Linked DNA regions of Arachis hypogaea: region 1 is linked to region 2. Evidence: chromatin contacts called from public Hi-C data. All regions are on one chromosome and are shown on one strand. The core of a region is the stretch at or near the end of the contact, and the rest is flanking DNA. Distances in the headings are between cores, read along the strand shown. Region 1 holds the start of LOC112792688 (LRR repeats and ubiquitin-like domain-containing protein At2g30105). Region 2 has its middle 10 kb from the start of LOC112792655.

What was found. A called contact is a pair of places that touch in the nucleus more often than the background predicts.
Region 1: a Hi-C map of an unstated tissue shows a contact between it and region 2, with 3 times the contacts expected there. The contact joins the promoter of LOC112792688 here to the enhancer-like site in region 2. A contact is called at or near these places in 4 of 8 Hi-C or Micro-C datasets (leaf and an unstated tissue).

The regions. Positions count from the first base shown.
Region 1 is chr1:6,670,882-6,675,380 of arahy.Tifrunner.gnm2.J5K5, forward strand. LOC112792688 (LRR repeats and ubiquitin-like domain-containing protein At2g30105) reads left to right here and starts at 1,452. Exons shown (of 10, transcript XM_025836016.3): 1 at 1,452-1,896; 2 at 1,980-2,074; 3 at 3,456-3,611; 4 at 3,951-4,061; 5 at 4,174-4,274. The coding sequence starts at 1,731.
Region 2 is chr1:6,631,024-6,635,707 of arahy.Tifrunner.gnm2.J5K5, forward strand. No RefSeq gene overlaps it. Among protein-coding and RNA genes, the nearest start is that of LOC112792655, 10 kb to the right of the region's middle. Within about 2 kb of position 1,423, at least 3 of the 3 cell types and tissues checked have open chromatin away from gene starts, as enhancers often do.

The DNA.
Region 1 (4,499 bases), core at 202-2,701, 40 kb after region 2:
AGCGTATTTCTCCGACTAAATGGCCGCAAAAATATTGTATTTTTGTATCGATAATCAACGCTTTTTTTAATTTGAATGTACTAGGTATTATTTTTTTGTTATTTTTGAAATTTTTCTTAATATTACAAATCTTAATTATTTTGTATTTGAACAAATAAATTGATGGATAAACGGCATTAGTAAAACTATAAACCATAGGGGTGTCCATGGATCGGATAGTATCCGTAGATCCGCGGTAAATATTCGAATCCGATCCGAAAATTGCGGATACAATCCAATCCGCAAATTGATCAGATCGGATCCGATCTGTACCCTTTGCGGATCGGGTCGCGGATATCTGCTCTATATCCGCGGATCTGCACAATAATAATTAAAAATAAATAAATAAATATATATTTGGTATTATATTTACTTATTTGTATGTTTTAGTTAGTAATTATTATTCATATATTGTATTATTTTATTTTTGTTATTTAGAAAGAGTTTGATTAAAAATATTTTAGGAATAAATAAATTTAAAAATATGAAAGAAATATTTTTATTGAATTTTTTTATATAGAAATATGATTAAAAAAAGAAGATTTAATTATGCGGATATATCCGATATTCAATCCGATCCGATCCGCACATTTGCGGATCGGATCCGACACTAAAAAATGCGGATATCATATCCAATCCGATCCGATGAAAATTGTGCGGATCGGATCGAACTTTCGGCGATATCCGATCCGGAGACACCCCTAATAAACCAAATTCATATATTTATTTGAATATGAATAAAGTGTTTTCTTTAGTGGTCTATTGTTTTGAACATAGGTCTTCTTTTCCTTAGTTGTCATTATCGTCTTTCCTTTTTTTGTATTTATTTTTTTGTATTTATTTTTTAATGCAATTGTCATCATCACTACTGCTATCGTTGTCGTCGTTATTACCGTCACCACTATCTTATTTTTTTCTTCACGTTGTTATTTTTGTTGTTTAATTTTTTCTTTTTTTTTTCTCTTCATCCTTTTTTATTATTATCATCATCCTCCTCTTTTTATTGTTTAAAATTTTAAATAAAAGAGTGAGCTGAAAAATCTAAAGTTATAAAATTTGAATTGATTATTGAACTAGTAAAATTAGATGTTGAAAAATTTAAAATTTTAAATAAAATTTAATCAATATAATAAAATAATATATTAACATATATAAAATATATTTTTTAAATTATTTTTTATTATTTTAAATAAATTATCCACAAAAATTTTATTTACTAATTTTCTAATTTTTTTATTGATTTAATGACAATTCATTTTTATCTTAAATTAAAATAGTATTTCATTTTGTCACCAAAAAAAAAATTAAAATAGTATAGTAGCTAATTTTTTTGTTACTTCGGTCAATTTTTGAACCATGGGAAGATTTCTTGTGCTAGTATGTTACATCAAACAAACAATTCCATTAAAATTGCTGGGATATTTTCAAAAAATTACAAAAATAAAAATAATAATTTTTTAATTTTTATTTTATATAAAAATGCTAAAATTACCTAAATTTTTCTACTTGATTAGTACACGATTCTTGAAAATTAGCATTTCTGTATTTAGTTATCAGATAGTAATTATATTTTGATTTCCTAAAATACCCCTAAATAATTTTAACTGAAAATTTAGGAAGAGGCGAAGCATAGAAGAATGCAGTGAAGGAGTGCAAAATCGAATCCATTTCTGGAATTGGATCGAATAAGAATGGAGGAAGCTCCTTCTTCAACGAGAAGCATAGCCATAAACGTGAAGTTCGGAGGGAAGACGATACCAATCTCAATCGCATCGGAATCAACCATCAAAGACCTCAAATCACTCCTTCTCTCTTCCACCAACGTCCTGCCACGTGGCCAGAAGCTCATCTTCAAAGGCAAGCAACTAACCAACTAACTAACTAACCGCTTTCACTATCCTTTCCTTTTTTTTCGTTTTTGAATTTATCATAACAAACAGGGAAGGTTCTGGAAGACCACAACACTTTGGGAGCATCCGGTTTGACCAATGGCTCTAAGCTCATGCTTCTTGCTTCACAGGGCTTACATCAAGGGGTATTCTCTTCTCTTGTCTTCTATATGCAGTTATTCGTTTCTTTCTTTCTTTGCTTTTTGTTGCTAATGGTACTTACTTTAGTAAAAGAAAGAAAGTGGGGATTGATTGTTTTGGCTTTAGGGCAATATGATAAATTTTGTGTCTTTCTCTCTTAGAATCAACATGAGAATTGAGAATATGAGACGGTCCTAATACTCTTATAGAGTTTGTTCAATCCCGATATTTGGTTTCTTTCAACATGGTTGCTCCATTATAGGGTAAAGCTCCCAAGCAACACATGGCCCATTTGAGTGGCAGAATTTTTGACCCCTTAACGTGTGGTCTTGGAAGAGGAGTCTTAGAGCAATACGTGAGTTGTCTCTGTGTGACCTCGAAGTCACGGGTTCAAGCTGTGGAATTGGCTACTGATGCAATTATCAAGATAGGCTGTCTGCATTACACTCTTTAGGTGCGATCCTTCTTTGGATCCAGTGTTAATGCCGGATGCTTGTGTAAAGGCTGCCCTTTCTAACGTGTCTTGGGTTTGAGGCATGGGTATGGAGAAATCGTTGTTCGGAGAGGTGTGCTCCGTATAGCGATTTTAATGCTCAAACAGGATTGATTACCTCTGGTGTGGTTTTCATCTTAAAATGTTTACTCAACTACTTGATTCGACGAAGCATTCAAAGGGGTTTTATTTTTGTGCTATGGAGATAGTATTCAATAGATTTGTTTATTTGCTTTTGGTAGGCAATAAAACGAAGGGAAAGCTTGGCTTAAACTAGAATTCCTACCGTGCAAGCCATACTAGGAAGTTGATGAAAAATGTATATCTTGAAAGGAAATTGTGGTCAAACAAATCAACTAAATTCTAGCATGATTGATCATCACCAATACTGTGTGATTTCATCAAGAAGTTATGGGGTGAGAATATATATATATATATATATATATATATATATATATATATATATATATATATTCTGATATGGATGAGTGGCTACACACTAATGGACAAAATAGGAACGAAGATATAAGAGAAAAAATTGGAGTAACACCTATTATTGGAAAGATAGAATATCGTCTTAGGTAGTTTAGACATGTGACAAGAAGATCAGTAGAGCATTTAGTTAGGAGGGTGGATGAGATGGAAAGTAATCAGGGGGTTGAAAGATAGAGGAAGATCCAAGAAGACCATACATGAGGTGGTCAAAGGAGATCTACGTGTAAAACAGTTTCACTGAAACATGATAGAGCTCAATGATATCGTTTGATCCATGTGTCCAACTCCATGTAATGGGATATGGCTTTATTGTTGTTGTTGTTGTTGTTGTTTCTACTTCCTATTACACTCAGTAAAATACTAAAATGCAGCATGAAGATTTAAAATTTCTTGTGTAGGAGGGTCCTGTCTTGAAGAAAGCTCAGGTTGTTCCCAAATTGAGGAGAGATAGCCATTCTGGGTCGAGTAATGATGCGAATAAAGTTCCTGTGAAGAACAGGGTGGAACGTTGGAAGGTGACTGGGGTTGTAGCATTGTCTGAATGCAACTTGGAGGTAATAAACAGTTCATGATTTTACGATATATTAATCAAATTATATTGGAAATCTTGGAGTTGGAGCTTAACAATCGATGTATAAGAAAGAGGCACATGTTTAATTTTACTTAATGACATGTTTTTATTTGAAGGTTATTTGGTGGTTAGTCATTTGAAATTTCTGTCTGCCTTAATTGTGAAAGGAAAGGGAGTAGCAAAAAGACAACAATGGCAAAAGGCAACCTAAATAGATTTTTCATCCTTTCTTTCTTTCCTGCATATGGTATTTAAAATTAAAATTGCTTGTCAATTATTGTTCTTGCATTCTCATTTTTCATAGCAATTTCAATTTAAGTAGGTCATACCTGATGAAGTGTGGGCTTGTGAGTCTTCTGCTCGAGTTCTAGATTGCAACAACAATTCAATTAAAACCCTCCCTTCTGCGATTGCTCATCTTACTGGTCTAGAGGTAAGCTGAACTTCTGTATCCCTTTATAGGTTTTCTGTTTCATCTGCATACAAACATTTTAGAGGAAGTAATGTTTAATTTAACACACCTTGCAACTTTGAAAATTCTGCAGAAGCTATTCATTAATGCAAACTGCTTATCGGATGAATCAATCAGCTGGGAAGGACTAACACCTCTGAAGTACCTAACAGTATTATCATTAAACCAGAACAAGTGAGTAGATCATCATTGACGTCATGGGCCTCCTGGCAACTATTCATTGTGCACTTGTTTTTGTCCTAACTCACATAGAACAACAAAGAATTTACATCAACTCATCAAGATTGCATGTATTAGGGATTATCATTTGTTGATTGTCTACTCTCTACTCCATACCATCATAATAGGCCGTAGTTAGTTACGCTCTACATATGAAGAGGTCAAGGATGTAGGTATTTA
Region 2 (4,684 bases), core at 173-2,672:
ATCTAATATGGGTACATATGTCAGCGTTTTCATTTTTTATGGGTACAAATGGTCATTTATTCTTACCCAAAATCTATCGATGGAGAAAATGAAATAAAATAAAATAAATTCTGCAAAATTGTTCATCCTTAAATATTTTTAACTAAAAAATGAGTATTGTATTTTTTGTTAATTAAACAAATTTTAATTATGTTAACTACTCTTCTCTTTTGATAAGATTATAAACAAATAAAAACTCAAAACCTACTAATTTATTTGTTAAAAAAAAAAAGAATTGCACCTTTTACTTTTGTTCAAAATACATTAGTATTCGTCTTGCAGAATTATGCTTAACATAAGCAAATTGATTTAGTTTAACCATGAAGGTCAATTAGTTAGTTGGTTAGAGACATGTAACAATATTAACCAACGAACTAATTAACACTTGCCAGCTAAGCTAACTAAATTATATATGTCTCCTAATATGTATTTGAGCTAATTGTATTATAGCTCTATTTGATTGTTAATAGAGTCCAATCTTGAGTTTGAAAAGGTATTTTAGATTTTCAAATTAAATTGTTGAAGGTTGCATAGAAGAATGGTGAAAGAGCACAAAGATGGAAGAAATCAGAGAAGAGTATGAGCTTAGTAAATTGCATGCACTGAATATGAGTCACAAAACACTTACAGCATCAACTTTAACTATTTATACTAAGTTACACAAAACTAACTAAATGAAAAATATCTATAACTATCACAACTAACATAAACAAGGTGAGTTCTATGGTGCTTTTTATTATGGTGCCTAAATTGCCTAACTTGCTTTTAAAGATAAAAAATAAAATGTTTAAAGTAAAAAGTAAAATATTTAAAATTTATTAAATATTATGTATTTATCTTTTTTGGTAAGTTAGGCACAATGTCAAAGACACCATAGCATTCACCCATAAATAAATATCACTTAGAAATAAAGTTTAAATAACTCAGTTATTTTCACCTTGAAAGCTAGCTGTTGGAGTTAAATTAATTTACTAAATTATTATACATATGATATATTTTATTATCGAGAGTTAAATTCTCGTGAAGTATGGAAAAGTTTTAAAACTCTAAGCTCAACTATCTAACCTACTAATGTGTGAGTAAATTAATTACCGTATTTTTTTTTAATCATACAACTCACACTCACACCCACTCTAATAACTCTACTTAAGAGTTTTTAATCGATGGTCTTTTTCTTATAAAGTTTACAAATTTGCCATTACTTCATTAGCCCCATAGCCTCACTTAAGGGTCTATACTTCTATCTACTATTTGGCCACCATCAAAATTTGAACTCGAATGCAACATATTAAGAAGTAATATATTTAACCAAAGCCTCAGCTGCACCATGTTTAATGTTGAATAGCCCAGTCATGGACAAATAAAAAATGTTACCATAGAATTGTTGGTCTTGACTCTCTTGAGGGGGCATCATAGTTGGAGTCATTGATAAGAAAAGGGCAAGGCCCAATCTATACATATGGAAGGGAAAAAGTTCAAAACTAACATGGAACAAACACTACTGGATTGTTCTTTGTAGGCGTTTAATCTTTTTCTTGGTTTCGTTCTTTTCTGTCATTTTTCCAATATTGGATTCAAGCTACTCAGGCCCAAATTTGGTTGGCCCAAACCAACTAGGTAAAATTTTAGTGCGTATTAAATCAGACCACATATTAATTTACCAAAAAAAAAAAATCAGACCACATATTTAGCTCAAATCTATTTTAAAAAAATCCAATCACGCATCTAATTTATGATATATTTTGTTAATGAAGATTTTTTTTTTCTTATCATAAATTCATAATCTTAGTTTCCAACTTTCCATGCTAATATAATAAGATGGTTAAAATTTAATTACTCATTTAAATAAAAAATTATGTAAATCTTTTTAGCATTTAATTACAAATATAATAGGATTATTAATAAGATTATTAACATTTAATTATTTCGTGGAAGTCTTTTAACTTTTTTTTATTTTTAATCAGTGGCTACCCCTCGTTTTATCTCTTTTTTTATTAATATTTTTTTCTATGATTCTCATTTCTTATTCTTTCTATTTGTGTACAATCACTCATCTATTTAAACATTTTTATATCAGTCATACTAAATTTGTGTTCATATTCATCTTTATCATCCAACACTCTATTCCAAAGAACATAAATAATTTAATAGAGTGCGATAAAATATATCTTTATATTTTCAAAGTATTTTTTATCTTATACTTATAGTACTCCATCATTTTAACGAACCCACTTAGATTCTATGATTACGTCATTCTCTGTCTCTCTATTTTCTTGAATAATACAATCAAAATATTTAAATCACTTTAATTAGAATATGGTGTTTTATCAAATTTTCTCTTTAGATACTGAACTTACACTCTATATATATGATCTATCTTAGTGTGTGTGATTTAGGAACAATGCATGAACTTTCAAAATTATACAAATCTAGTCTCTCTGTAACTTAACATGGAACACAAATACTGAAGTTATGAAGTATTTATTAGTGTCAGTTGGCAACTTAGTTAGGAATTATAGTTAGTTGTAGTTAACTTACTACATTTGTAAATATATATATATATATATATATATATATATATATATATATATATATATATATATATATATATATATATATCTTTTGAAAACTCTTCTCTAAACAACTTTTTGCATCGATTAGAGAATTGCCTAATGCCTATTCTCATTTCTTCTCTCTTCTTTCTCAACTGTTCATCTCTTGTAAACACAGCTCTTCCGTTTTCAACTTCCCTTCCTCTTTTATAACTTGATTTCTCCTTCACTCTTGGACTTACACAGCAGTCTAATGAGAGTTTGATCATCTCTTACATAAAATTTTACATGGTGCGGTGAGTGTAGAGAGAGGTTATTGCTCTGATTAGTGAGACCAAGAGTGGAAGATCTGAATCTAACATCTTCACAGATTCATCGACCTAGTTAATTTTCTTTCTTTCTCAACTTTCGTTCTTTTCCTTGGGGCTATTTTTGAAATTTTCTTTCAATTCAACATTTTCGTTTCTCCAAATCTTGATCAATGATGGAGGCAAATCAAAATCAGCACTTTACAAATTTCAATTCAATGGATCCTTAATCAATTGCATACTTCCTAAGTCAGATTTCAACAATTCAAGTTCATGTGGCCAAGAACACGACCAATCCGATGTAACTTGCAAGATCCAGCTAGTCCTTATTTTTTGCATTCTGGTGAAAGTCCTGGTAATCCTTTAATTCTAGTTACGTTGAATGCATGTAATTACAGCTCATGGAGTAGAGTCATGTTATTAGCCTTGAAATTAAAGAACAAATTAAAGTTTATTGATGGTTCAATAACAAAATCAAATGAGAATGATCCCTTATTCAAAGCCTGGGAGAGGTGCAACATATACATAGTGTCATGGATAAACCTGTCTTTAAGCTCAGATATTTCAGGAAGTGTTATATGAAATAACAATACCTCAGATCTTTGGAAAGATTTAAGACACATGTACTATCAAGGTGACAAGTTCAGCGTAACTAAATTACAAGAGAAACTCTTTCAATTGAAGCAAGGGGATGCCAATATAACAGCTTACTACACAAAGTTAAAGTTGATTTGGGAGGATTTGGACAATTTCAGACCCATTTGTGAATCTTTTGATTTAATCTATTTGTGTGGATTAAAGGTTATGAGGGAGTATAGACGCGAAGACCACACAACCAAATTTCTTAGGGGACTCAGTGATTAACATTCTGGTGTTAGATCACAATTGATGCTCATGAATCCTCTGCCTGACATTGATACTGCCTTCTCCATGCTCACATAGCAGCAGCGGCAATTCAATGAATCTTAAGAAACCAAAATCCTCTTCAATAAGGTAGCACCAACTTTCAATGATGATAGAAATAGAGGGTGAGGCAGAGGAAGAGGAAGATCTCATGTAAATGGAAGAGGAAGAGGTAATAAGATACAGTGCACTTTTTGTAATAAACCAAGACACATAATTGACACATGCTATAAGAAGCATCATTTGCCACCTCATTTGAGTCAAAGGCAATTTAGCAGCATCAATTATATGGCTACTGAGGCACCTGCTGAGAAGAAAAGTATGATCTCAGTCAATGCAGTCTAGTTAATTGTCAGATGAAAACTAATGACTCGTCAAGCCTTGATCTCACTCCACTCCAAAACTATCATCAAAATTCACAAAGGATAGGAAGCTCAGCAGCAACACCAAGTCACACCTCAGGTTCAATTTCCTTCAGTCAATTCTCTAATGAGTCAAGGTAAAACTATCATTTTAAAATATAGTAGCAATATTTCATCCTTTGTTACTACCAAATCACACTTCTGGGTCATTGACATAAGGGCCACTGACCATGTCACATTTAATTTAATTGTTAGAATGCCAAATGGTAACCATACCATCAGTAACATTATTGGTACCATTAGGTTTTCTAACCAATTATATCTTTTAAATGTGCTATTCATTCCAGAATTTGACCTCAAATTAATTTAGGTTTCAAAACTGACAAATGGATTAAAGTGCCAAATGCTCATTGATAACAAAATCTGTGAGATCTAGAACCGAACTACTTTGAAGAGGATTGGAGTAGCTAAATGTGCTGATGGACTCTATACAATGGATAGTCAACTTTTCAATCATGCA